Regions from separate parts of the Mus musculus genome. Here all the other regions are linked to region 1. Evidence: chromatin contacts called from public HiCAR-type and promoter capture Hi-C data. All regions are on one chromosome and are shown on one strand. Each heading gives the region's core, a stretch centred on a gene start, on an enhancer-like site or on the middle of the called end of the contact. The rest is flanking DNA. Distances are from core to core; before and after follow the strand shown. Region 1 holds the start of Slc6a15 (solute carrier family 6 (neurotransmitter transporter), member 15). Region 2 holds the start of 4930430F08Rik (RIKEN cDNA 4930430F08 gene). Region 3 holds the start of Mettl25 (methyltransferase like 25). Region 4 overlaps Mettl25 (methyltransferase like 25). Region 5 has its middle 130 kb from the start of Mettl25. Region 6 holds the start of Tmtc2 (transmembrane and tetratricopeptide repeat containing 2). Region 7 overlaps Tmtc2 (transmembrane and tetratricopeptide repeat containing 2).

Region 1 (3,773 bases), core at 506-3,005:
AGAACAAGTCATTATTAGGGACATCAAAATATATTTTATAACATTTGGCTTATTACATGTATTTCTAGTAGAGTTTAATTACCAGTAGAATAGTCTTAGGGATGTGAACTTTAAGTGTGTATATGTCCCAAGAAACATAGTCTCAGAAGCAAACATATCACTTTCCCTGCACAGGTAAATTTAATCTTGTTTTTAGAGGACAGTGCTTTCCATTTTCTGAAATTGCTTACCCTGCAGTATGAAGATTCCAGTCTCAACCTATAGAGCAATGTATGTGTATGTGTAAGCAAACATTTGCTTGCCTCTAGTATGTGAGGGAAGAACCACATTATGACCTAAGATCGTCACTAAAAGCTTCTTGTAGATGTCTTCGTTTTATTTTTTAATGAAAAAGCAACATCAGTGATAGAAAAGAGGCACCCCAGGGATTAACTTTGACATTTAATTTTTTTTTTTAAGTGAATTTGAAGACAGGCTGGTGGAAAAATCTCTCGGTTCTTTGAAAAGGATTAGTGGCAATGTTCTTACCTGAAATCTAGGTTCTTGTGATTCCTTTGAAAGATATTCCTCACTTTATGAGAACATCTCCAACAGTGGCTTCACTACTAAAGTTAATCTTAATTGGATACAAGCCATTAAAACCTAAGAATATTTTCCTTGGGAACTCTACACACTGAAGTTTACATCCCTTACTTACATGACTCCACTGATAACTGAATTCTACTCTAAAAGCATGTAACCAGCCAACTGTCACAAAATATATAGTGATGTCCCTAATAATGGCTTGTTCTTGATGTCCAAAAAGAAAACTTGAGAGAGTCCTTGGAAGGCCTACAAACGATAACGTTTATTGACATGTTAATTATCTTAAAAATGATGAAATGTACCTCGCTGAAGAATGAAACCCATCCTCCTGTAATATGTTCTAGGTTCCTTTTGCATTTCCTTGAAAAATTTCAAGTGTCAACGATCATAAATTTTATGTCTTGTCCTGCTTAAGGAGGAGTTCAGTTATTTTTACAGAGGCAAAGCTTTGTGTTCATCCATGCATAGTTTAAGGATTCTCCACGTGGCTTAGTTGAAAGCATGCTTTGACTATTGGAAGAGGTAAGTCAGTCTTTAGCTGGTAGAGATCCTTTGAAGGAGAATCTGCTACATAGGCACAGACCTAAAGTGAGGATTAGTTCCCTAATACCACTTTACACAACCTCGCTGGGATCCTTGAGGCTGTCGGGACTCAGCTGAGAAGCAAAGATCCAAAGCTTTTCTTTCACAAAATATGTAAATAGATGGTATGGGGGGCTGGAGAGGCAGAAAGCCCAGAATCCTTTACCTCTGGCTAGACTTCTTACAGATTCCAGCAAAGTGGCAGAACAGGACAATTGCAGTTGTTAGCGTTGCCTTTTAGCTGAGTGGGTTAGAAGACAGACGTTAGAATGGCGGAGGTGTTGGGGAGGGGTTGTCCAACTTGTTTTGTTGGCTCTACGTGGGGCTTCCCCAGATCCACCCAATATCCCGCCGCGGGCCTAGCTCTGTGCGCTGGGAGGACGCAGCGGGCAGCCGCAGTGGACTCTGCGTCATGGGTGATGGGAGAGGCGGCTCCCAGCCTGCAGACCTGGCTCGATCCTTGGCGCCGTGTCCCCGCCCGCAGCCACCCCCTCTCCCCCGCAGCCTGTCGGGGGGACGCAGCACTAGCTGGTTGGGCACGTGGGAGCCTCCGTCACACCCTCACTCATACACACACACACACATACACACAAGCACATACACACATACACACACGCACGCACACACACAGACATGCACATACACACATTCACATAACACGCACGCACACATACATACATACATACATTCACAGGCGCCCCAGGAACCACACGCCAGCATCCCGTGCAATATTCCAGGCAGACACAGGCGCTCACGAGTTTCTCCGTGCCAGCTTGCAGGACAGCGACTCCCGAAACCAATCCTGCCCTTGGCAAGCTGTTTCTGTTCTCCAGACAGCTCCTCTGCGGCCTCCCGCACCATCTGCTGGATCCGACCCTTTTTCGACCTAGGAACCTGGAAGCTGTAAGAGGTGCTAGCTCAAGAAGCACCAGAGGTAATTAATGTCTCTTACTGGTGCTGGAGCACCGCCGGGGGTAGGGTGGGGCTCTCCATTCAGCCACCCTGGAGGAGTCGGGCGCCAAGAAAGATGCTTGGATGGAGCTCCAGACTCAGGCTGGATCCTGGGATGGGAGGAGGAACGGCGGTGGGAAGCGTGGAAAGGTAACGCTGGTTTCTGGGGGCTATCCTCTGGCTCTGTCTCCTGCACCTGTGCAAACTGGGGTTCTGGTGGTGGGAGTCCGAAGCGGCACTTGTGGGGAGAAGCACGTGGTTCGAAACGTGCCGCCATCCTTCGTAACCTAGGTGGAAACTGCCTAGTGCATCCGTGGAGACCGGCTGCTTTCCAAATCAAGTTGGGGGTTTGAAGGGCGGGGTTCAACCGGGCAAGTCCGAGAGGAAAGTTGCTTTCAGGGCAGAGATGCGCTCCTGGGGAAAAATTGGGTTACAATATTCCTACGAGTGGGCGGTGAGGCTGGAGGACAGCCAGCCTTCCTTCTTGAGGGCTTGTGAATCATTTGCAACAGCAACACAGACTATCAAGGCAGTGTATTCACGTGACCCGGATTTGATTCTCTCCCGCTTGAGACATCCTATGAAATGGACTGTCCGAAAACCGACCTTTAGGTCTACTCTCGGCACGTGGCTGCTGGAGAAAGCTCAGTTTGGAGCTTCTCTGCGCCTCCTGGAAACGAAATGGGTGACAGAGAAGGAGGAGGAAAGGATGGTGGCACAGAGATCTTAAGGAACGAATGGAGAGGGACTAGGCATCCTTCTGCCTTCTACGTAGTTGATCCGCTTGGCTGGTCTCGGTGAGATAGCGCAGAAATAGAATATAGCACACTGAAACGAAAGCGCTGCACTTTTAACTTCCAGCCGAGGAAAGAATCAGAATCTTAGAGGTGCACTTGCCGGTGCAAAGGGAGACCCACCCGCTTTTAAAGTCTCCAAGGGTGGGCGTTCTTTTCCCTTCGGCCAAGAAATGTCACTGAATGTGCTCATTAGCATAACTAAGAAGCAATCGAGTTCTTGCTTCCTTCTTTCCCTTTTCAATCTCCACCCTGGTGGAGAAAGGCTAGAGTAAGACGGGGCGGGGCCTGGAGGCCAGCGTGGTGACGTTGTAAGTGTTTGGGTGCTTATGCAAATAAGACTGCAGCCATTGCCTCTGGTTCACCCTCCTAGTCTCCTCAGACCTTAAAGGTATACCCTTTCCTAGGTCTGAGTTCTTCCATGCAGAGCTGAGAAGAATGAGAGGAATGAAGGCTTTCCTTTGGGTACTGCATTTGGGCCCCTTTTCGTCTTCTCTGTAAAAGGTATTTTATGACTGCCTGTGCTCAGTAGCTTTCTGAAAAAGCCAGGACCAGAGCAGTCCCAACAAGCTTCAAACCCCGAGTGTCTCATTTTTTAAATGCAGACACAATTACATCTTTTCCAGCTGGTACTACCCTGGAGTTTTGTTTGTTTGTTTGTTTGTTTGTTTGTTTTTGTTTTTGTTTTTTTTTTAGGCACTTTATAAATACTTGAAGAAATGAAGTTTCTTGTTTGTTCATTTACAGTATGTGTATTTCTCTCCCACACATTCCGATGATTTTATATTACCCTACCAAGTTTAAAATTAAACCTACCAACTACTTTTCTCCAAGTGAAACTTGATGTCCGTTCCTTTTGTG
Region 2 (3,773 bases), core at 378-2,877, 2.8 Mb before region 1:
GGTCTTACATGATGATCTGCATAAGACCTTCAAGTCACAGAGCATCTTACAGGACAGGGATGGAGCTCAACGGGCACGGGGAAGCATTTCTCATCTAGCATGTGCAATACTCTGGGGTTTATCCTGAGCTACTAACCTGTGGGTCTCCCCAGTCTCTTGGATCAGAGACCAATATGGTCCACAAGCGAACAGAGATGGCAGAGGTCGCGTAGTGGGTGCAAGAGGATTCGGAAGCCCTGTGAATGTATACTGTGAATACCCACACGGCGACCAACTATCAGGAGGCATATTACTTTGGGTGATTCAAGGCTTATGTTTTGAGTGTCTGAGGGTGGGATGGGCAGAAAGGTCATTCATTGGCTGAGGGTTTAGGTTACCAAAATGCCTCATTAGGGAAGAAGCTTTTAAGGAATCTCAAGTGCTGTTCTTTCCATTAGAAAGAGAATGGTCCTGTGTGCTAATTGAGGCTGCAGGCTATGTGAGGGCTTAGAATTCCCCAACAAGGTCAGAGAAGAAGCCCCCCTCTAATGGAGTCTCCCATATTGCCCCAGCCCAGAGTTTATCTGTTCATCTGTGTTAAGAGTCAGGCTCTAAAGGTGATGGGAGAGTGATAGAGCACCAAAATGGTAGCGGGAGTGGGGGGTGGGGGAGCGAGCTGGAGATTTGGAGATTACAGGGAGCTTGTGAAGTTTGTTGAAGGGGAGAGGGGACAACCTAAATTATTAAGAAAATGACACGAGGAAACCTCTTTGTACGCTAATTACAAAAAATAAAAAAATAAAAAGACCAGAGGGCCAAAGGTTCAGCGGTAATGTTGAAAAGTCACTTCAGATGCACATGCAGATCCTGAGTGAGAAGTTAAGAACTGCTACATATCAAAGAACCATACTGATATAAGCTATCTATATATTCATTCTCTTACTTTCACTAAAGGCTCACTATGTGTAAAACACGTAGCAATACGACTAGTACACCTTCGGATGAGAACTCAAATTAAGCAAGAAATTACACGAGGTCTGATTTGCGTGACCTAGTTAGGCTAGCTGTCAGCAATGCCATAGGTGCCTAGCACACAACAGGTAAACAATGCCTTCTCATCAGACTTTTGACAGTAGTTCCATGTTAGACTACCATGATATCTCATTATTCCAGTGCTGTTAAGGGAAGATGACCAAGTAGGTTTTCAAATCTGCCAGAACACGTTTGAATCACCTGATCGGGGAGGATACAATTTACAAAGGACTCTCCCACACTCCTTGCAACTAAGAAGATACAAGAAGCTGGAGGTCAGGGGAAATGGGAACTTCACCCAGACCTCCCGGGTAAAACGTGCTGGGCTCCGGGGCAGCAGCGCAGCACTGGAGGAGCCGCCCAGCAGCACTCGCCGCCGGGTACCTGATGCTCCCGCTTGGCTGAAGGCTCAGCTTTCACCTCCGTCACAAACACACACGGCATCTTCCGCTGCACCGAGCCCAGGCGCTTCATGTTGCCCACGCGCAACCTGTCTCCACTGCGCTGGGCCCCGGGCGGAGGAAGTCTGCAGAAATGAGCTAGAATCCAAACACCAGCCAGAAGATCCTAACTGCACCACCAAGGTCCACTCCGGAGAGAGGCGGGGACTCACTACCGGAAGCGACCGCCTAGTCGCGGTGCATTCTGGGAATTGTAGTGCGACCGCGAGGCTACAGAGCATGCGCCTCCACATGCGTGATTCCCCTGTGTTTTGATGTCCAATTAAAAATAAAAATAAAAGAACCGTTACCCGATGTTGTATACTTGGCCACTACTTAGTATCGATGATGTTTTCGGGAATTAATGTTAAGTTATAAGTAATAAATCACTTTAGGATGCATTTTAGCATGTTTCTAATGAAACTCTCTTACCTGCTTATTTTCTATCAAATGTAAGGGATTGGAAACCCAGAGAAGTTTAGAAAATACTTTCAGACATTCCCTAATGTTCTGACAGAAAAACTGACTTCCCAGGAAAAACATTCAAACAAACAAACCTTACAATGAACAAAACTGAATTTGTTTGAATTAATCACCACGCAGTGTACAGTTTGTTTTTTGATAACCTTTCCAATGAGAGTAAAAATTAAACAAGTTCAAAAACATAGAAATAACAAAAATCTCTGTCGAGTTTTTCTTGGGAATCCAACAAAAGACTTGAAACAGCTTCATTTGACTTACTGTCTAAAAGGACATTACAAGGAAATAATAAAATTGATGCTTGAATAAAAAATATATTCTAGTAGTAGACCTATCTCATTAAAACCTGAAATCACAGGGAGATTTTTGCCCTTACTATCTTAGGTAATTGAAGAAGCCAATTTATGTTTCCACAATTGTTTTATAATTCCAATTAATATTTTTATAAATGTTTAATCAGCAGGTATCCTACTGCCTAGCGTTTTACTTACTTAGTTCTTGAAAAAAAAAATCAAATAACCTTGTCTCACTTGAAAGCATGTATATGTCAGGGGACTCTCAAAGAATAAAATGTTCTTAAAAACAAGTTTACAGTTTTGTGTTTACTGACTCGGGAGGGAAGGAGGGAGGGAGGGAGGGAGGGAGGGAGGGAGGGAGGGAAATATACCTAAACACACACAATTTTACACAAAACAAAGGGGTTGGTGTAGGGAGAGAGGACCTACAAGTTACAAGTTTCTGGCTGGGTTGTATTGAAACTAGAAACGTTTTAGCCTTTTAAAGTCAAGTGTTGGTACCTTCTTTGAGGCTCTAGAGGAATCCTAAGCAACAGCCCATCTTGTAGGTTTCAGACAATTAAATGACCTTTGAAAGCTCTCAACTGTCATTTCCCAAACTGCCACAGAATATTCTAGATCCAACATTCTGCCATTTCTTAGAAAAGATAATCTTCCAAAAACATTCCACTTGCTCTAAGTCTCTCTCTGGAAGGACCAACAGCTATATTTTGGCTTCTTAAATGCCTGGAGAAAGGTTTCCAACAGGAACAGAAGAGTCCACAGCAGGAAAACATCACAAGATCAGGTTATAGATGTAAACTGTGCTTCTAGTCTAATGGATGCCAGCCTTTAGCTTCCCCTGATTCCCATACAGAGCTGGTAGAGCCCCACCCACCCCTGCCCTTAGAGGAGTGCTACAGAATAAATTGAAAAAGACTTTTTTTTCTTCTTCTTCTCTGATATGTTATTAAGCTAGCACACACCAAGAAGAAACTCCATGTGAATCTATCCTGACCAGCATAAGACAGAATTTCTGGGTCTGTTTTCGAAGACACATTTCCTATCACTTTTCATTACAGGGAGTCAAAAAAAAAATCCTCTCAAGTAGAATCATAGCTTTCTGTAGAAGACTAAAATGAAATCTGCAACAGGACATGGGGTGAGAGTGGGAAATAAAAAGAAGTGATAGGAAAAGGAACGAACCTAAAAGAGGAAAAGGAAGAGTTTGGGGTATTCTAGGATTAACAAAAGTTACACAATGAAGGAATTTTTAAAATTTTTATTATTTATTTATTTATTCATTCGGAGGGCTGATTTTGCCATGCTGTCAGCTGTCAAGAGGTATCAGCACTTTTCAGATCTTTTCCAGTGTGAAATCACTTAACTAGGTTTGAAACTCTGCCCTTCATCAGGGAACTCATCTGGAGGAGACTGGATGAGCCCCTCTTCTTAGAGCTGTTTCTCCCACTTGCCTGTTAAGATGGGCACTTTGCTGTTGCAGAGCTGAAGAGAAAAAGGGCTAACCGAAGGGCAAGGCTTATGTTTACGTATTTATCAACATTTT
Region 3 (3,773 bases), core at 721-3,220, 2.5 Mb after region 1:
AACGGCAGAGTCTCGTCACGCAGCCTGAGGATCAAGACGTAGGCCCTCAGTGCTGGAGAGATGGCTCAGCGGTTAAGAGCTCTTCCACAAGTTCTGAGTTCAACTCCCAGTCCCCACATGGTGACTCACAAGCATCTATAATGGGGTCCAAGCCCTCTTCTGGTGTGTCTGAAGACAGCTACAGTGTAATCAGGAAAAGAAAAAAAAAATCTTAAAGAAAAAAGAAAAGATGTAAGGCCCTTATTTAGCTCCTTCTCCAGCCATGTCTGCCTGCATCGCACCATGCTGTCTCTTCACAGAACTAGATGACAAAATCCGAAGGACTGCTTCCAATAAGTCAGCTCAAAAAACAGCTGGGAATTCATAAAACTCAAAAAGTTATCACGTCCAGAGTCTAGTCTCTGAATTGGTACTCAGACTTTTGCACACACACACACACACACACACAGAGGAAACAGGAAAAAAAAACTTTTAGCAAAAGCAAACTGCAGAACATACAATAGGCACCAATGAATCAAGCTATTAGTATATATAAGGTAATAGCCCATCAGGAAGAGACAAAGTTAAACAAAGGTTTGCTCTGCACTTAAAAGTTTTGTTTTCTTGTATTTTCTTCGTTTTTTTTTTCTTTTTGAAAGCCAACAAGAGTCACTTTTTTTCAACAAATATTTTATAGAGTACTTAATGTATGCCAAATAGTTTCCCACACGTTGGAATCCTGGTTAAGGCAAATACGGTTCCTGCTTTCTACAAGTTTATGTACCAGGTTATCAACGCAGAATACTATGGGAGCAAACTGAAAGGGTGTCTAACTTTCCAACAACCAGGAACTATTGCCCAAGAACCAATGTGTCTTAAGTTCTACCATTATAACCCCCCCCCCTCCATGGCCCCTACCTCCGCCCCCGGGGCACTTTGCATTTACAGGCTGCTTCAGTGATTAAGTAAGTTCACTAATGCTGACAACATCTGGAACACCTGGAAGCAAAGCACAAGCAATTCCAGTAGCTGCTACTGTTCCTGTTCCTCTATTTCCAGAATAGAATCTAAGTTGGTAGAATCTAAGTTTCTTGCGGGTATCAAACTCCAGAGCCTAGAAAACACCAGGGTGCATAACTGATATTGAAAATACAGTTTTCTTCTTCTTCTTCTTCTTTTTTTCCCCGAGACTGGGTTTCTCTGTGTAGACCAGGCAGGCCTCGAACTCAGAAATCTGCCTGCCTCCGCTTCCGCCTCCCAAGTGCTGGGAATTAAAGGTGTGTTTTCAAATTAACTAGCGAGCACTCAAAGCTTTCACTATCACCATCCTAATCCACGATACCTTGTGCCGAGTAGGAACTGGCTCTTATTGGTCCCCCAAGTCCACTTCTACTTTGTATTGATCATCACACAGCCTTTAGATGTTTTCAAAACTAAATTGTTGAATCAATAAATGAAGGAACGCCTCTTCCCCGGGTTGACTACTTTAAGTTGTGGAACTTGACCAACACCCAGATTAGAACCCAGAGGGGACCCCGCCCGTCTCCATCCATCCTCGCTATTCAGCTCCCTCCAATTCATCTCCTAGGTAACAGCATCCTTCAAGTCCCTGCCACTTCCGCCGAGTTCCACCAGGGGGCGCGCTGACAGCCCCCGCCCCGCCCGCCCCGCCCGCCCCGCCAGTCACCTGATCCCGTCTCTGCCTCGCGCGGCTCGGCCTCCACCGCCGACTCCCTCAGCGCCGCCAGCACGCTCTCAGGGGGCAGGTCGACCAGCTCCTGCCAGACCGACTTGGTGTAGAAGTCCACCGTGTGCGCGCTGGAAATGGCCAGGGCGCCCCTGAGGAAGCTCAGCAAGCCCTGTAACTTGTCGTGCAGCGTGGGCAGGTCCGGGGTCCTGGGCAGAGGGCAGGCCGCCGCCATGACGCTCATCCTCCGGGGCTGCAGGTGGCGCCAACATGGCCGCGCGACCCCTCTCTTCCCCGCCGGAAGCGGCTCAGGCTGAGGCAGTCGAGCTCCGAGCACGCGCCGGGTTGGGCGATTGATTGCTTCCGCCTCGTGACGTGTTAGGTCGGCGTCCACTGGCGTTCCAGGAACTCCCACCGTGGAAAAAGATGGCGCCTTCGCGGCCGTCTTCCAAGTGGCGGACCGGAGGGTTTGCGGCGCGTGGGGAAGGGATCTCTCAGGTCAGATTCGGAAACCAGAATGGGAAGCGCAGGACTTGGCGGCCGAACCCCCAGCAAGCCTTCCGGGGGAGCGTGCGCAAGGGTAAGGAGGGACAGCCGTGGAGGAGCGCTCGGGCCCGCCGAAGTCGAGGGAGTAGGATGGGATCCGGCTTGAGATCGGGGAAGCCGTTCCTAAGCTCGCCAAGTCCGAGAGCTTCTCAGTCCTTTGACTGAGAACCGGACGGTGCGGTCAGCTTCAGTGATTTAACGCAGATCTCAGGTCTAAGCGAAGACACGGGGCGTCTAGAGGTGCGCTTGGCTAAGAAGCACCCAGACATACTTGCATCTCTACTACAGCAAGTATGTAATATAGATACAATATTACATTAAAATACTCTGCCCCAAAGCTTTGATAACCAAAAGACACCACAGTAGCCCTCCAGTCTCATACTGCTGCCTTCCTTAGATTCGATTCGATGTCTTGTCTTTGAAGGCCTCTCGTTGCATGTCAGATGCTTAAGTGGTTTTTGTTCGATCTAAGAATAATCGACAGGTGTTCAGAAAGTTGTACAGTACCTCCCCCTTTTGTTTTGTGTTGTGTTTTGGAAAATAAGTGATTAGTAAGATCCTCCAAGGGAAAAATACTAGACTACTCTACTTTATTTATTAAGTGTTTACTGAAGACCCAAGTGAGATTGTATGTGGATTAAATAAAATGTAATTTGTGGATATGAGTCTAAATTCAAGGTGAGCAGTAAAGTTTAGTTTACTGTACTTAGAGTTTTTAATGTGATGTCTGACAACTCGCTGTTACCCTTATATTTAGGTAAAGGGCCACCTTGCTCTTCAGTGTACCATTAAATGGTTGCCTAACCTTATCTTTAAAGCAAAGCCAAGTAATTCTCTCATTTGAATATAAAGTAAAAGAAAAAAATATTTAGTTTTCATTTTCTGTTAAAGTAATTGTAACTGAAATCCTTCAATGTTAGGACAAGGTTTTGCATTTCGGAGAAAACTGAAGATCCAGCAAAATTACAAGAAATTGCTGTGGAAGGTGAAGGAGGCACCAGCGTCACAGGAGTCCCAGTTCACAGATCGTTACCCAGAGCACCTGAAACACCTCTATCTGGCCGAAGAGGAAAGACTCAGAAAACAGCAAAGAAAGGCTGGCCTGGCTTTGTCAGAAGAACAGGTTGACCGGCCTTTGCCTGAAGAGGAGGGCAGCACTGAGCAGACTTCCTCTGAAGAACCGCCAGGTGGTCACCAGCCACAGCCAGAAGAGCTGAACACAGGAAGGTAAGCACCTCCGTCTTCAGAAATTCCTCACTTTAAATGTAAAGAATGTTTTACTGACGACACAGGGAAAAATTTGTAAGAATCAGGATTTTTCTTAGCACTTTTTTCAAGTCATGTAATGGTATTTCATGGAGTCTCCCCACTTAGTGTTAAATGACTGAAAGAGGCTAGTTGAGCAGAGATGTCGAAAATAGGAAATGAGAATTAAGAGATCTGAGTTTTGAATTGCAGCCTCTCAAGAACATGTAATATAATTGGACCGTAATTAAGCGCAGTATTAATGTGTGCATCTTAATTTGGGGGTGGGGGACTATGTTTGATGTTGTAGATCTGG
Region 4 (3,773 bases), core at 539-3,038, 2.4 Mb after region 1:
CCCAGGAGCTCAGCCACATCACAAGATGCCCTGTCCATTTTAAAATCCACTCAATGGAAGCCTGTAAACCCAGGTATTTGCCTTCAAAAGTCTTTCTGTTTGGCCACACAATACCTTGGTTTGAGAACAGCTGAATCATGGATTTCTTGGGTTTCTGATGGACTCTCATGTAATATCTGAGTGTCAGTGTGTGTCACCATGAAGGGAAATGGAAAAATCTGCTTTAGTTATAAAGCAACACTGGAAGGATTATCCAAGCCCTTTAATATTAATAGAACAAGCTTTTACTAATGGAAGGACCAGCATCTATCTCCTCACTTCCAACTGCCAGACACTGTGCCGTTTGCTTGACTTTCAGTCACATCCTTGCTTGTGGAAAACGCGAGGCTGGCACTATCATTCCACCGCTGCAGGGGCTGAAATGTACCTAAGGTTAGGGACACTCTTGCTCCTCTCTGCTTGGGCCAACTCTGTGCCACACTGATTATCCTTTATTAAGCATTAATAAACTCAATGCTCTCTCTCCAAAATGTTTTTTTCAAAGAATAAACAAACTAAACTATTTATAATTTATTTTTTCTAAACTAACCTAAATATTAAAAAAATCCCTACTCATCTAAAAATATAACACAGGTATTTTATTTATATACTCATTGTTTGGTTGCTTGCTATTGAACCAAAGGTATTTCAAGTTATAGGTAAACTATCTATCTCTGGGTCCCAGCAAAAATGACAAAATAAAATTCTCATACCATTTGCTGATGCCATAATAATCCTTAATAATATTCTGAAGAACAGCACGATAGAAGAGTGATTCAGTAGGCAGCTGAAAAAAATGCAGATATGTGCATAAAAATAAATGAAACTCAGAAACAAAATTAACAGTAGAGACTTGGGGGTCTAGTAAGCATTACAAGCCTGACCTACGGAAATGCCAAGTATTTTGGTAGATTTACTCGTTTGAAATATCGTTAGTTATAAATTGCTTACAAAGTTCTTCACTTTTTCTTGGCACAGCTACAGAGTAGATGACAATTTCTCCTTTACATTAAGATAATATATACATATATTATAAAAAGATACTTTGTAAATAAATGGATATTTTATAAAAAATAAAAGAGTAGTAACGACAGACTGTATGAGATGCATTTGCATTTTAAACAAGGTAATATACATAAATAAAGTTCACAAAGAAAAACAAACAGGACAAAACCAACTATTATTCCCAAGGTTATCTATCATGAGCAAATAAAGCTTTACAGTCGTTTCTCAAGAGAAATGAAGGGAGTTACCAGTCCCTTCCAGTGCTCATTCTTGGAATAACTCGTCTACTCGATCTTGTGGAGTCCAGATGGGAGGGAGGGGAAGACAGTCAACATTTCCTACGCTGCCTGTGCTTGGCTGGCCTAGGAATGAACTAGATGTGTCAGAACTGACTTCTCTTTTTTCACAAGTAATCAATCCACCTAACACTGACAGTGTATTTTACATGAGGAAAAAACAAGAGTGTGTACCCCCTGACACATGTATTTTGTGTGTGACACATAGGACGAGGGCAAAGGGTAAATTTTCCTCAAACCTTCACGTATCATGCTGAGAGTTCACATTACTTTAAACACACGGCGCATGTATACACTTGAATGTGCAGCGATGACAAGAGGAGGTGTTATTTATTAAAATCCACCAGGTTTCAAGTTCAACAGCAGGTCAGGTCTGAAGAGGGCTTGAGAAAAACCACATTCGTTCGTTAGCTACGTTAAACACTTTCACTTACCCCTTGGCCAACTGCAACCCGCTGCAATGCCTGAAAGAAGAAAGAAACAAGACAAAGTCTGCTGACACATTGAGTCTTAGGAGACTTGTAAATATACTCGACAAGGATTTACACAGTGACAATCAAAAAGATTAATTACGTAATAACACAGAAGTTTACATAGTTAAAGCATTAATATTGTTAAAGAATGTTACCTCATACCCTTGTATAAATTAGGACTAATTTATAATGGAAATGTGTCATATATAAGAACACATTCATATTCTGATTATACATTCTGAATTGTAGGAGGCATTAGCAGGAAATGGCAGAGTCTAGCTGGTGTTTAGTATGATTAGGTAATTAAATCCAAAGTTGCTCTTATGTATGGCACACTCATAGATGGATTTGTAAACTTCTTTGTGATATCTTACACTTTATGGGACATGCAATTCCGTTTTTTTCCTAAGTTTTCCTCCAGCATTGGGAATTAAACCCAGGTTCTTATTCTTAACTAAGCAGGTATTCTACCAGAAAGCTTCCCCCTTGATCTGTTAATTTCATCTTTCCCAAGAAAGCATGAACAGATTGTAGGTAGAAGAGTATTTTAGGGGAAAAATATAACCTGCACGTTATATGAATTTAAAGCACATTTTCATCTGTCTAGTGTCAGAAGAAATGGAACTTGCTAGAAGTGTGCAGTGTCAATATGTGTTCTGAATGCTTGCTGGCGTTATTTTGGGAGGCTGTAGACCATGTCAGCGACAGTCAGCGGGGGGGGGGGGGGATTAATACTATTAATGGATGTTTGAAGGTTACACCCAGTCTCTGGAGAGTCATGGTGGCTCTGCGTCCAGATGTGCAGTGGTGTGAACACTATGCCCTCACTAACATGAATTGGGCTGCCTCACTCTGCCGTCCCTGCCACAATGGACTGAGACCCCCTGAAACTGTGAGCCAAAAGAAAGCTTTCTTACATTGTTACTGTTAGGGATTACAGTCACAGTGACACAAAGATAATTAATACAGCACTACAGCACACTTCTACAAATCTATATTATTGATTTTACATTTGTACTTAAGAACTCAGATATTTTATAAAAACATACCCTAATTCTTTTAATAATCATATTGAATATATATGATATTTACCATATAATTTATATATGGAATAAGCCTTTATAAAACTTTTCATTTCTTAGACATGCATTTCCACATTTATTGGATGTTAAGTATTTAACTAAAATTTTGTTTTAAAATTTTAATTAGAAACACTCCAAACAGAGGACAGATAAAGTATAATTGAGCTGCGTAAGCTTGCTACTAATATTTTAAATCTCTCTGTTTTGCTTCAGGTGTCTAGGTTTCCATAATAGGTCTTCAGCTATAGCTGAAACAAACACATTTAGAATGAAAATGAACTGTACAGACTATCTTGTGTAAGCGCAGCTTATCCGTACACACAAGGTCACTGGCCTGATCAGGATCAGAAGCTTGCCTGAGATTGGGAGGCTAGTTAGCAAGTGGTTATAAGCTAACCTTGTTACTTAACCCATTAGTCATACCTCTGCGCCTCATGCCACAGAGATCAGGTGCGGATGCTCACATATGGAACTGTGCTTCCATGTATGTTACAAAACAAATGTTCATCAAGTTAACGCCCTGAAAAACTCTATTTCAATTTCCTGCCTTTAGGTCCATGCCTGGCGAGCGTTGTTCCATGGTCATGACCTTTCAAGGATGACAGCTATTCTAACAATAGTCTCAGTTTGTTTCATGTACACATAGAATGAAGAAGAGAAATTTCCAGAGAAGTATGTTAAATGTGCTTCATAAGAAAATTATTATTTGAGAAGAAATAGATCTCTAAGCTATTCACAGGATACACTGCTATTCACAGAATACAAAACCTCTGCAGTAAATTACATGCACGCAATAGCAGACTAGTAATGTAGAAACAATGGGTTTTGAAAGAATTCATTTCTCCAATGGCTGGACATTGAGCAAATTGTTCAACCAA
Region 5 (3,773 bases), core at 580-3,079, 2.3 Mb after region 1:
AGACAAAACAAAACTCAGAACGATTCTCAGAGTCCATAGTTTTGTTTGGTAATGGTTTCAGTTGTCTGTGACCCAGATAAGGCTGCATAATAAACAATTACAAAACCAGAGTGTCATAGGGAATTAAGTATTTTATGGCTCACGTGTCTAGAATCAGCTGGGGGCTGGCCAGGAGACTCTGTCTTGGCTTAGTTATCTCAAATATCTTGAGGTTGGCTAGTTGTCAACTAGTTTAAGATACCTTGGCTGAGACTACCAGCTCTGCTTCAAATCTGCCTCTCTTTCTGTAGTCTCCGCATGAGCTTGTTCTCATGGTAAGGATAGAGAATGAGCTTCGGTATATACCATGCCTGCGAGCATTGTCAGTGGTGAAAGGAAGCCATATGGCTAAACCTGGGTTCAAAGGCTGGGAGATCAACACTTGTTTCCACGGTGAATAGATACTTGTTTCCATGGTGAATGGATAAAGTTACACAGTGGAGGATGTGAGAAGATGGGGGGGGGGGGATGATACTGATGTAGGACAGAGGAAATATCAGGGTTGGACATCACCAAGGGATTCTGGAGTTTTAGGTGAATGAATTTATTGTTCGCTACTCTGTATGCCCTTCTTGAAACAAAGTGCCCATGTTATATATGGTTAGAAGGATATAGACAGATATTTTGTTGCCAGGGCTGTGCAAAAGATCTTGCATTAGAGCTTGCCTCTCTATTTTTTCCCCCCAGAATTGATGAGACCCATGGCAGGTTTCTCTACAGTGGATAATCGTAAGGAAAAGTGCCATCACCAGGAAAAGGCAGTTCCATGGGAAGTCTCTCTCTCTCTCTCTGTCTCTCTCTCTGTCTCTCTCTCTCTCTCTGTCTCTCTCTCTCCTCCCATTGGGTGGGGCAAAGTACGTCAAACAGAGGAGATGGTGGCAGCATAAGCTAAGGAGAATCTGGGTCCCTGAATTTGCACAGAGAGTTGTCAGCCAGCCATTACTCACAGCTTGAGCGTAGTGCATGACCTTGAAAGGCAATTTTGTCAAAACACTGGGTAAGGCACGTACCAGATATCTCAGCAGTCAGGAGATTTAGGCAGAAAACAATCATGCCTTTGAGGCCAGCCTGGGCTACGCAGAAAGACAATGCCCATCTTCCTCAATCTTTTCTTTATTTTTATATTTATTACATTAGAAATCACTACACCCATGAACTACTGTGTCGACAATAGAAATATCATCTATTAAAAATTTTAAACCTAAGAATTAAAAGGTGGTCTTTCTGGCATTACCAACCATAAACTTATTCCCCTTTGCAAAGGATGTGTTATTCATTATTAAAAACAAAAAAAAGAAAAGTACAGATTCTACCATCAAAATATAGCTCCACTTTTACTTGTTAGTTAAGTTGTGCTTAGAGAAAATGGTTTAAGCTTTAAACTTCCTTTGGGGAAAGTGGACAGCAATCATTCCGTTCTACAGCTTCACTGTGCTTTGTAAACTGTGGTAGCCACAAACCACATTAGCCCTATGCTGACTTACCTCTAACTGTGTAGTTAAAAACTAATGCAGTCGGGAAAAAAAAGTTATAACACGGAGCATAAGGCTCAGAGTAAATCAGGGCAAAAACAAACATTTGAGACTTTTTTAAGAGCTCCAAACACATAGTGGTATGAAGAGACCACAAAGCCGTTTCACAAATACACAAATGTAACTGTGTTGGGATCTGATAACAGTCTGAGGTTCACTTTCCAACATTTTGACATAAAAAAGGATTTGTATTAACTAAGTCAACTTGAAGAATTTTTATGCCATTTCTAAGAAATTCTGGTTTTTGAAGTTCTAGTACACCAACATCTTGTATTCATTATTTTATTTATGCTTTTTTCCCTATGACTTGAATATTGGTTCAATTATGCAAAGCTTCCAAAAGGAAAGCTTCATATTGAAAACTTCTGACCCTTTTGTGCATTTTATTAACCAATCAAACAAATGTTCGGGGTCTTTGGGGATTTTCTTTTTTCTTTTTCTTTTTTCCGCCTGTGAAATGTTAGACTGTGGTAGATGACGCCCTCTACTGGTCATATGAGGTATAGCCAAGGCGATTTGACTCAGCAATTTCTTTTCTTTCCTGCATAAGAAGAACGAAGAAGTAAAAGCTTAGGAGAAGTAACAGCCCTGGCTGGTTTTAATGCAGATTTGAGTTTTACATTCAATAAGCCCTTTAGCTCAAGAAATGCATTTTTGATCTCACTCCCGTCTGTGTTAATTTAGCTTTTATTTTTAGGGCAAAAATGCAAATTTGGTATAGATTTCATAAAACATGTATTTTGATTATCGAATGTAATACTTGGAACTGTAGTTTTCAAGGTGAGTGCTGTTGAGCACTTCTGCATAACCCATGCCTGGGGTGATAGACCGGCCTTCTGCCCTGAAAAGAGGAACGAAGGTAGATCTTACTACAAGTATCTTTTAACCTTAGGAAGTCAAGCTTGATGGAGATTTACTTTTACAAGTGATGGCTTGTAAATAAAAAACCAAGCATTCCATAAGTGAGCAGTAAGAGGGGATATTCTGTAGCCTAAGCATTCCAGGATTCGGATTGATTTATCATATGATATAAAATTTAAAAAAAATAAAATAAACTTTTCCAGTATTGGGGATTAAACCAAGGTCCTTTGAATGCTAGGCAAGGAGTCTACTGAGCTGCATACTCAAGCTTCTCTGTTCTGTAGTCTAGGTGTGTGTGTGTGTGTGTGTGTGTGTGTGTGTGTGTAGAGGCCTGCCTACCACACATGGGCACCATCATACCCTGGTGGTGTTACGTGAGTAGTAGGGATTGAAGGAAGGTCCTTAGTCCTGTAGCGTGCTGTTTTACTAAATGAACCATCCCTCAATACAGGACTGGAACTACTTGGATTCTCCTGGCACAGCATGCAGAGAGTCTGGGAATAAGAGCATTGCAAACATTGAATTCTGGAAGATTAAAATTTAAGCACACATTGACTTTCAGGCTAACAAGATAAGGAGCAAAAATATTCATTAAGGAAATAAAGACACACTTTCCGTGCCCTTAGAGCTGAACATTCCAGAAAGTTGTCTGCAACTCTTGGCAAGAGAATACTTATCTAGTCCATGTTTTGCTTTGCTTTCTTGAGACAAGGCCTGCCTGTGTGGCTCTGGATGGTCTTGAACCCATGGCAATCCTCCTGCCTCAGACTTCTGAGTGCTGAGATTGTCAGTGTGAGCCACCAAGCCTGGCTTAGATAATTTAAAGTGTTGGAGCAGCTAAGACTAATATCCAAATGGACAGGCAGAAGGGCAGAGTGTAGTTAAATGCAGGTGTCCTTAATGTGGGTTTTCAAATGACCAGATAAAGAAAAGTTGACTCTTTACGTTTCTTTCTTTCACTGCAAAACCATTCAATCATCATAAATAAGTTCTTTTTCCACCACAGGCCATATGCCTTTAAAAAAAAATACTAAAATTCCTAAATTACAAAACTTCTTCAAGCTCCACTCACATCTCTCTAAGAGGTATTTATCAGAAGGCAATGCCAGTCAAAACAAGAAATCCTAGAACTTCAGTGGCTTTTATTGGATGATAGAGATGCATCCTTGTCATACATTGTCTTATGAAAATTTTAAGAAGAGGACGGGGTAGCTAGAATTCTGCATTTGCAAATTAGAAGCTTCACTAATGTTTCCCAATGCTTGTGACAAAATTGATCACAGACAGATAAAATCTTAGCTTTATCAAGTCCTTGAATGTAGGGTGAAAACTTACTTTATT
Region 6 (3,773 bases), core at 356-2,855, 2.2 Mb after region 1:
GCAATTAGCACCAGCGAATCACTAATGTCTCATGCAAAACGCCCAAACAGAACTGAAAGCCCACGTTTTTATAAAGGAATTCCCCATGATGCGTGAGCAAGGTTGGGGGAGCGAGAGATACAACCAGCAGCGAGATACAGCTCAAAGTTTACTATCATACACGTCAAAGAGAAAGTTGACTCAGAGTACGCGCGCTCTTTCCTCTATTTGGCAACTGTCATATGTGCGTTTAACTTCGAGAAATCAGTGTCCTATCAATAAAAGGAAACCACACGGGGAGGATCTTCTAGGGGTGCAGAGGTGCTTCCTTCCAGCCCACACGTAAAATCGCTTAATATGCTTTTTCTTTCTTTCTTTCTTTCTTTCTTTCTTTTTTTTTTTTTTTTTTTTTTTTTTTTTTTTGCACCAAGGTATACCAAGGATTGTTATTGGAATTTTTACTTTGGCTGGTTGTTTGTTTAACGTGGGTTCATTAAACAGTCTTCCAAATTGCCTGGATTTCCGCAAAGAAACTTAAGCGCCTGCCAACCAGCAAGAAGCAAGCAAGAACCTGCTGCAAAGTAGGAGCGGAAACTCGTTCGGCCCGCCCAGCGCGCCTGCGTCCGTCCCGGCTGTTTGCTTTAGGTGTTACGGTTTCCGTGTCGCCTAAACCTTCAGGTGCAGATACCTGTCCCCCCAACCCCGCCCCCAAGACGCGCTTCAGCCTGACAGCAAGCAGTACCAGAGCCACCGAGGAGCCCCCACCCCACCCCCGTCGCACCGCAGCCATTGCCCCTTTCTCTCACCCACTTACCTGTCATCGTAGCAGAAATCAGCACTCAGGGTGTTGAGATACAAGGCGAGCCCCAGAGCGCTGCTCACCAACTCTGCAATCATCTCTCCACCGCCTTCCCTCCGGCTTGGCTCCCAGCGCGAGCGCAGCAGCGGCAACAAAAAACAGAAGCATCAATCCCCACCTTCCGCCGCCTTCTCCTCCTTGGCTGCACTTTTCCCCGGCTTCCCCGCCCGCCTCCTCGTCCTCCCTCCTCTCCTTCTTCCGATCCCGGGCTCCTCCTCGGGGCGCCGGGCTCCGCTGTTCCTGCGTGCTCCGGGGGTTGCGGGCTCACACCGCTCTCCCCATACCCGACAACCGCGAGAGGCAAGCGGCGATCGGCTTCACGCCCCCCGGCGGAGAATCGGGGCTTGTCCTTTTCCCGCGGCTCGCGGTCCCCACCCTAACCCATGGCACTTTGGGACGCCCTAAGGTAAAGGACTGCGGAGATAGAAGAGTGCAAGAGGGGGGACCAAAGGGCTGGACAGAGCGAGGATCTGGGACCAGCGGGAGGAAAGGAGAGACAGAGAGAGAGACCGAGAGAGAAAGGGGCGGGTGGGAGGGACGAGGCGAACCGCCTCCCTTCGCCGCCTCCCGGGCGCACGACTCCGGGGCCGTTCGCAGCAACTCGGCCGCCACCGCGGCTGCGGCACATTCACTCTTTATTGGTTCCCTCCCGGACCCCTCTCCAGTGAAGTGAGAAGCGGCGACTGGGGACTCCAAAAGCTCCCGCGTGGGGTTCTCGTCGCGGCCCCACGCGCCTGCGTGGCCAGCCCACCACCCTAAGCTAGCCCGGCCCCTTTCTCCACCCAGATCCTCCCCGCAGACTCCTCCCTGTCTACCCCCACTGGCTGGAGGCTCCGCCCACTCTTCTAGCTGCTCCAGCCTGGTACTCTGGCCCCACTCTCTTCTTCATCTTCCTTCACCTTCTTTTTGACTCTGGAAAGCCTCCCCCAAAGCCCAGGACAAAGATGACTTTTGGAAGATTGCCCAAAACGATAGCTAGAGTGTGCCCTGGGCTCTGGGAGATGGAGGAGAGAGGCGACAGGAGGAGTCAATGGTTTGCCCAGTGCTGCGGGGAGGCGCTTTGCACGCTCTAGATCGCAAGCCAAACGTCTAGTGCCAAGAGCTGTCAGGCAAAAGACTGGTCAGCTGGAGAGACTTCTCGGGACGCGGAGAGGTAGAACAGGTTTGCAGAGCGCTGGCAACCTCGGTTGACACTAAGGATCTATTGCCCCGCGCGCGCGCGATGCGTGAGCTGAATTGGGATGGAAGGGCCTGTTGAAGAGCCAGGGAAGCAGCGTTTAGGAGAGAGTTTTCCGAGGCCACGCCGTGACGGTCGACATTAATATTAGTGGAAAGACGCGTGCCCCGCAGTAAGATCATGAAAAGGGATCCAGGAAATGAAAGAGGAGAGGCAAGAAGGTAAGAAACACCCACGCGTTCCTCAGAAATTGCGTGGGGATGGGTGTCTTTAGTGGTTCAGGACTGTCAAGCTGACTCTGAGACTATAGAAGAGACCACGCTAATGCAACCCTCTACAACGGCATCCTTAAACCCAGCAGAGCGGAAAGCTAATGCCCTTTCCTTTCCGCCCGGATGCAAGACTGGATGGAAGGCATCCAACATGATGAAATACGGTGCAGAAGAATGGTCTGGGCAGAAGGAGCGCTGGGTACTAAAGTTGCATGACCAAAGAGATCCGAGAGCTGTCTGCCACACCCCCTTCCTGCCTGGTTCCCTTTCTGACTGCCCTGGTCGCTCCCTTGGACTATGATGAACACGACTGCAGCGCCCCCTGCTGTGGGGAAGCTACAGGGCACAGAAAACACGTCCTTGCAGGGCTGACTTCCAACTTCCCCTTTTGCACCTAACCAGCAAGCTCTTCAAAGATAATAAGGAAAGTGGACTCCCTGGGTATGTGGCAGCGATCTGAAAAGTTTGAACGCCTGCAGAATAAGGATGTCTGACTTCACAAAGAAATCGTTTGGAAACTGACAAATGTGTGTTCAACCTCCAACAGGCAAATTGTGATTTGATCAAAATATTATGAGCACGTAGGAAGTTCTCAAATAATATATTGAAGATGGTGATTCTTGTTCTTCAGTGCTCCCCGGTATAATGTATTTTTTAAAGTTTTTTTAAAAATCATACCAGTTGCTCCATTCGGATCCTCTCTGACCTTCTTCTGAGCTTATGTATTGATATTGGATCCTGGGGCACTGGGGGAAGAATAAATACTTAAGTCAGATACCTAGATTTGAGTATCAACTCAGCTATTAATTATTTGAGTAAGTTGGGGCCAATCACCTCCTTCACCCCTCACTTATAAATACTACTTTGGTTGGGTGAGTTTCCATGTAAATAAAGCATCCAGAGGGGGACTGGTAAGTGCAATAAGTTAGCTGTTATGATTTCCAACGTCATCCTTTTACTTCTTAACTAATACTTAGACATTCCTCTCTAAAATACATACCATTACACCCACACTGTTCCACTCTTAGTCCGAGCCATCACCAAAATACACCCATCACATCCACAGAGCGTTAGTATCTCCTGCACAAACTAATCTGATGGCCTTGTAAATGGTCTTGCTTCTACACCTACCGCCCCTGCTCCAAGCATTTACTTGAGGCTCCAGACAAGCAGCTTTAAGTTCAATCACTCCACTTAAGCGTGTGTAGTGCACATAGAATAAAACTCTCTTAGTCTGGCTCATATGGTCCTCCCCCTCTTCTCAATGTGTTCATCTGTGTATGCCTTCTCTGGAACCTTCTTTTCTCTCGTACCTGGAACTGTTTTCTCCCCAGACATTTCTTTGGCTACTTTCCACTATCTTTCAAATGGTATTTCTTCAAAAATTCTTTCTTGTATTTTATAAAGCACACACACACACACACACACACACACACACACACACACACACACACATACACACCCCTCTTTCCCATCATCCTTTATC
Region 7 (3,773 bases), core at 338-2,837, 2.1 Mb after region 1:
AGCCATCTACCTCGGCCAGGATAGAGGACTAAAAAGTTAAGTGAGATGATCAAAAAGACACACACAAAAAAGAGAAAGTCACAGTGTTTGGATGTCGCATCCTGAGTAGGTGATTCTCGGTAGCAGCTTCACCATAAGAATGGCAGTTATTGCACTACCTCTTAGACTAAGATCATCATTTCATGTGAAACATGATATTGTACTCTATAAACACTGATATTTTAGGTATAAATTCAAATCTTGTAATTTCTTTGTATGAGACAGAAAAATAATTAGTTCAAGCCTTTCAAATCACAGAAGACACTTATTTTCAAAGACAGTACATTTGAGTACACTGGAAAGACAGATAATACACATTAAAACTCTGCCATACTTGCAAGTAAAAGCTGCAGATCAAAATAATATTCGTTAGGGATCTTTTTACATTTGCCATGTGAGCTAAACCCAAACATGCGGGCTATGATCATGATGGCTTAGACTGCGACCCAAAAAAAAGTTTAAGATCACAAAGAGATCTTTGACCTAAAGGGCAGTGTCATCACCTCTACTATGGTCATGGTCATTTTATGCAGAGAGAAATGGATATTTTTAACAGGTAACAACTAACAGTTAACTTGGGGAAGACAACAAAGCAGAGAGACTCACTTGGTTTCTCAGCCTTGTTTTCTAATTGTTTCCTCTCTGAGGGTATCCTGAGGTTATATTCAATGTTCCTAATGGGAGTAATACTGTACAACATCCCAAGCGCATTTAGCACTTTAAACAGGAACTCCAAACTGTGCTGTCTTTAAAAGGCACAGAGGTCATTGGGAAAGGTCATTTATCACAGCTTCAGTGAACTGGCACCAGGCTTTTAGTGAGCCACGGAGATAAGGCATGTAGTCTTAGTAACTGAATAGCCTTTCTTTAATTTTTAATGCCTGTCCACTTCACAGCTTCCAAGCAGAATCAATGGCTTCCTTACAGTATCAGAAATGGCTTGGACGGCGAGTACACATGCGTTTTGACAAAGCAGGGAACAAAGTCATCTGTCAGCACTGCATTTCCGTGAACATTCGCGACAGGTTACAGAGGTTAAATATTAAGGCATCTTCCTTGTCACCCGAAAGGAAAAGAAAAAGAACAGTAACAACCTCCCCAGTGTCACCCTGCAGAAGAGTTTAAGTGAAAATAAAGACCGCGGAGGAGACACGTGTTTTCTATTTCACACTCAGAAAGCACACGCAGGTATAAACGTGCCCAAAAGGCAATGAGTTCGTCTGGAATGTGAAAGACCACGGGGTTCACACATCTAAAGACCAACAGTTGTTTTAGAAATTAACTACACCGTCTCTTAAACTCCTACACAACTTCTAAACTGATCCAGGTGTTATCATCAGGATAGGAACAGATGCAGTGTTAGCAAATTGAACAGTGAAGCCAGCTCCAGCGTGGCCTAATGGGCTCCACATGCTGAAAATGATCAGTTTGGTAGGAAGCACACTCAACAAAAGCCTGAGTTTCCAGCAAAACAAGGGGCTCATTATCAACATTAAGTCCATGGATGACTACTTGGGGACAGAGGCTGTTTTCACACTGATTATGATTGTGAGGGAAGAAAGGATTGTGGGAGAGTAATTCAGCACCAGAATAACAAAGCCATGGTTGTCGAGGGACTGGTGATGACATGACACCAATTTGGTCACCACAATATAGTCAGCACTGTTTGTGCCAGCCAGGCTTTGTCCTGAAATCACATCTGGACCCAAAAGAGATTATAAGTAGAAAACTGAGGAAGGACCATATACTAGTGGGAGTGTAGACCTTTTTAGTCTTCAAAGTATATGTGTTTTATGCATATGTATATACATAGAAGACATAATGATGTATATGTAGATATATGTATAGATATAGAGATAACTATATGTATTTATAAATATATCTAGGATATATCTATATATCTCCTATATATATGGATATTAATACATATATATAACTATTTATGTATCTATAGGTATATCCAGAATATATTTATATATCTCCTATGTATGGATATGGATATAGATATGGATATAGATATCTCTATATCTATACATATATCTACATATACATAGATATACAGATACATGTATATGTAGATACATGTATAGATATAAAGATATCTATACCCATGTGTGTATGTGTGTGTGTGTCTGTATATATATATATATATGTATATATATATATATATGTATGTATACATATATATATATATGATATATATCCTATAGTATCACTAATATTTTTTCACATAATTTCAGGGACAAAAGATGAGACATCTCTGACAAGACTGCATAGGACGTAGCAGAGGTGGAAAATCCCATCACTAGACTGGTTGTCACAGAGCTGTTTCTACTATACCAGAGTCTCTACACAGGAGCACCTTGTACGTGAAAGGGCATTCGCCATTTCCATTCATAATTCATGATTTCTAAAAAAAGATGACTTAAGGCTAATCTATAAGTAAAACACTGCACAATAAAGGAACACAAGCTTTGCTCAATTCCCTTTGGTCCATTTCTTTTGCAACTATTGGTACTGACTAAAATGTCTAAATGATGTTAAGTTAGGGCAGCACGCTGGAAAGCTGTGTGGAGCGGAAGGGGCTTTGGCCACTGAGCACTTTGTATCTATTGACTTTACTATTGACTGAAAGCCATATAACTTTTTAAATAACAACTTCAAAACATCCCATTAAAATAACATCAACTTCTTCTTTCTAATCTTTCTTCCAGAATGCAACTCCTATAGTCAAAAAAAAAAAAAGATAATGAAGTGTGAGGCACAAAAACATCATCTCTCACATAAAGTGATAGAACCAGAATTGATATTCAAAACTTAAAGAGAATGGGAGCTAGGTTTGTACAGGCTTGCTTGCGCTAGGCTCAGGAAATTGAGTTGAGGAAAGAGGTAGCTATTTACCAATTACAATGCTCATACTAGTGCAGCTATCTAAATACCAGGTACCACAACAGAACCGCTACACATGACTAATGATTGCTGAGGTAAGTATGAGTCACATATACAAATGGAGGGGTGGCGAACTTGCAGAGAATGCCTAGGCTTTAAAAGTAGATGAGAATGGAAGAAAGGGGTGGGGGATGACTAGGTTAGCAAATCGTAGCGCTTATGAAAATCATACCAGAATAAAGTGACTAGCACATTTTATAAGTTGAATTTATAGGAATAAGGAGTCCAGAAAAATATATAACTGGGTCCGAACTCAACAGTTACAGAGGGAGAATAGGTGCATTAGCACAGCAGTCACGGAGAGCCAGTAGAGAAATGTAGGAAAAACAAAGCCTCGGTGAGTCAGAAATACAGCCAACGCCACCACCAGTCAAACGCCAACTCAGACTTCCGTAAAACATTCAGAATAAATGATCAGAAGGTTTTAGTGTAAAGGATCGGGATAGAACGTCCAAACTTTCCCTAAGTGTTGCTCTCCATCTACAGAGTCATTATCAATATTACTGCCAATTTGCTACATATTAAGAAAACGATGGTAAAAGCCCATGCTTTATAAATCATGTAACAGAGGGAGTAAGAGAGGGATGTAAATTCATCACCCACTCCGCGGTGTCTCTATGAATTAAAACATCATCCTCTTTCTCAGAATGACTAATTATTCAAAATCACAAAAGTTTAAAGAAGTACTATTTTAAAAAACCTTGAAATTAGAAAAAAAAATCAAAGGCGGCCACGTAAGAGACAGCTTGATCAGTCACTTTGAGACCTTCTGAAGAATAGACTCG

Evidence for each region. Promoter capture Hi-C pulls out the DNA fragments that hold promoters and counts their contacts. HiCAR-type assays count read pairs that join an accessible place to other places.
Region 2: a contact with region 1 is called in a promoter capture Hi-C map of hippocampal neurons, with 4 times the contacts expected there. The contact joins the promoter of 4930430F08Rik here to the promoter of Slc6a15 in region 1. A contact is called at or near these places in 2 of 39 promoter capture datasets (cranial neural crest and hippocampal neurons) and 1 of 115 datasets of contacts at active chromatin or transcription factors (astrocytes).
Region 3: a contact with region 1 is called in a HiCAR-type map of astrocytes, with 11 times the contacts expected there. The contact joins the promoter of Mettl25 here to the promoter of Slc6a15 in region 1. A contact is called at or near these places in 6 of 39 promoter capture datasets (cranial neural crest, embryonic stem cells, liver and 2 more), 2 of 484 Hi-C or Micro-C datasets (LSK cells and uterus) and 6 of 115 datasets of contacts at active chromatin or transcription factors (astrocytes, cardiomyocytes, embryonic forebrain and 2 more).
Region 4: a promoter capture Hi-C map of hippocampal neurons shows a contact between it and region 1, with 7 times the contacts expected there. The contact joins the enhancer-like site here to the promoter of Slc6a15 in region 1. A contact is called at or near these places in 10 of 39 promoter capture datasets (the C10 cell line, cranial neural crest, embryonic stem cells and 6 more) and 4 of 115 datasets of contacts at active chromatin or transcription factors (astrocytes, embryonic forebrain, neural tube and 1 more).
Region 5: a contact with region 1 is called in a promoter capture Hi-C map of hippocampal neurons, with 9 times the contacts expected there. The contact joins the enhancer-like site here to the promoter of Slc6a15 in region 1. A contact is called at or near these places in 11 of 39 promoter capture datasets (3T3-L1-derived adipocytes, the C10 cell line, cranial neural crest and 7 more) and 4 of 115 datasets of contacts at active chromatin or transcription factors (astrocytes, embryonic forebrain, forebrain and 1 more).
Region 6: a contact with region 1 is called in a promoter capture Hi-C map of hippocampal neurons, with 14 times the contacts expected there. The contact joins the promoter of Tmtc2 here to the promoter of Slc6a15 in region 1. A contact is called at or near these places in 11 of 39 promoter capture datasets (cranial neural crest, embryonic stem cells, frontonasal cranial neural crest and 7 more), 3 of 484 Hi-C or Micro-C datasets (LSK cells, cerebellar granule neurons and forebrain) and 5 of 115 datasets of contacts at active chromatin or transcription factors (embryonic forebrain, embryonic midbrain, embryonic stem cells and 1 more).
Region 7: a promoter capture Hi-C map of second pharyngeal arch cranial neural crest shows a contact between it and region 1, with 6 times the contacts expected there. The contact joins the enhancer-like site here to the promoter of Slc6a15 in region 1. A contact is called at or near these places in 4 of 39 promoter capture datasets (cranial neural crest, hippocampal neurons, pre-B cells and 1 more) and 2 of 115 datasets of contacts at active chromatin or transcription factors (astrocytes and forebrain).

Annotation. Positions count from the first base shown.
Region 1 is chr10:103,366,053-103,369,825 of GRCm38.p6, forward strand. It overlaps Slc6a15 (solute carrier family 6 (neurotransmitter transporter), member 15), which reads left to right and starts at 1,756. Exons shown (of 12, transcript NM_001358821.1): 1 at 1,756-2,101. It overlaps 6430590A10Rik (a long non-coding RNA gene), which reads right to left and starts at 3,203. Exons shown (of 2, transcript XR_380754.3): 1 at 2,120-3,203; 2 at 1,137-1,408.
Region 2 is chr10:100,587,632-100,591,404 of GRCm38.p6, forward strand. It overlaps 4930430F08Rik (RIKEN cDNA 4930430F08 gene), which reads right to left and starts at 1,628. Exons shown (of 7, transcript NM_175128.2): 1 at 1,396-1,628. The coding sequence starts at 1,485. It also overlaps a transcript of 1700017N19Rik not described here.
Region 3 is chr10:105,839,410-105,843,182 of GRCm38.p6, forward strand. Mettl25 (methyltransferase like 25) reads right to left here and starts at 1,971. Exons shown (of 12, transcript NM_207522.2): 1 at 1,667-1,971. The coding sequence starts at 1,910. It overlaps Ccdc59 (coiled-coil domain containing 59), which reads left to right and starts at 2,070. Exons shown (of 4, transcript NM_025602.3): 1 at 2,070-2,246; 2 at 3,133-3,439. The coding sequence starts at 2,093.
Region 4 is chr10:105,792,588-105,796,360 of GRCm38.p6, forward strand. It overlaps Mettl25 (methyltransferase like 25), which reads right to left. Exons shown (of 12, transcript NM_207522.2): 7 at 1,775-1,804; 8 at 753-826. Among named protein-coding and RNA genes, the nearest start is that of Mettl25, 47 kb to the right of the region's middle. Within about 2 kb of position 1,789, at least 9 of the 459 cell types and tissues checked have an H3K27ac peak or open chromatin away from gene starts, as enhancers often do. A contact at or near this core is called in neural tube, where this site is marked.
Region 5 is chr10:105,712,997-105,716,769 of GRCm38.p6, forward strand. No RefSeq gene overlaps it. Among named protein-coding and RNA genes, the nearest start is that of Mettl25, 130 kb to the right of the region's middle. Within about 2 kb of position 1,830, at least 12 of the 459 cell types and tissues checked have an H3K27ac peak or open chromatin away from gene starts, as enhancers often do.
Region 6 is chr10:105,572,874-105,576,646 of GRCm38.p6, forward strand. Tmtc2 (transmembrane and tetratricopeptide repeat containing 2) reads right to left here and starts at 1,606. Exons shown (of 12, transcript NM_177368.4): 1 at 794-1,606. The coding sequence starts at 876. Gm15663 (predicted gene 15663) reads left to right here and starts at 1,678. Exons shown (of 3, transcript NR_038032.1): 1 at 1,678-2,814.
Region 7 is chr10:105,429,599-105,433,371 of GRCm38.p6, forward strand. All of the region lies in intron 1 of Tmtc2 (transmembrane and tetratricopeptide repeat containing 2), which reads right to left. Among named protein-coding and RNA genes, the nearest start is that of Gm46241, 25 kb to the right of the region's middle. Within about 2 kb of position 1,588, at least 27 of the 459 cell types and tissues checked have an H3K27ac peak or open chromatin away from gene starts, as enhancers often do. A contact at or near this core is called in second pharyngeal arch cranial neural crest, where this site is marked.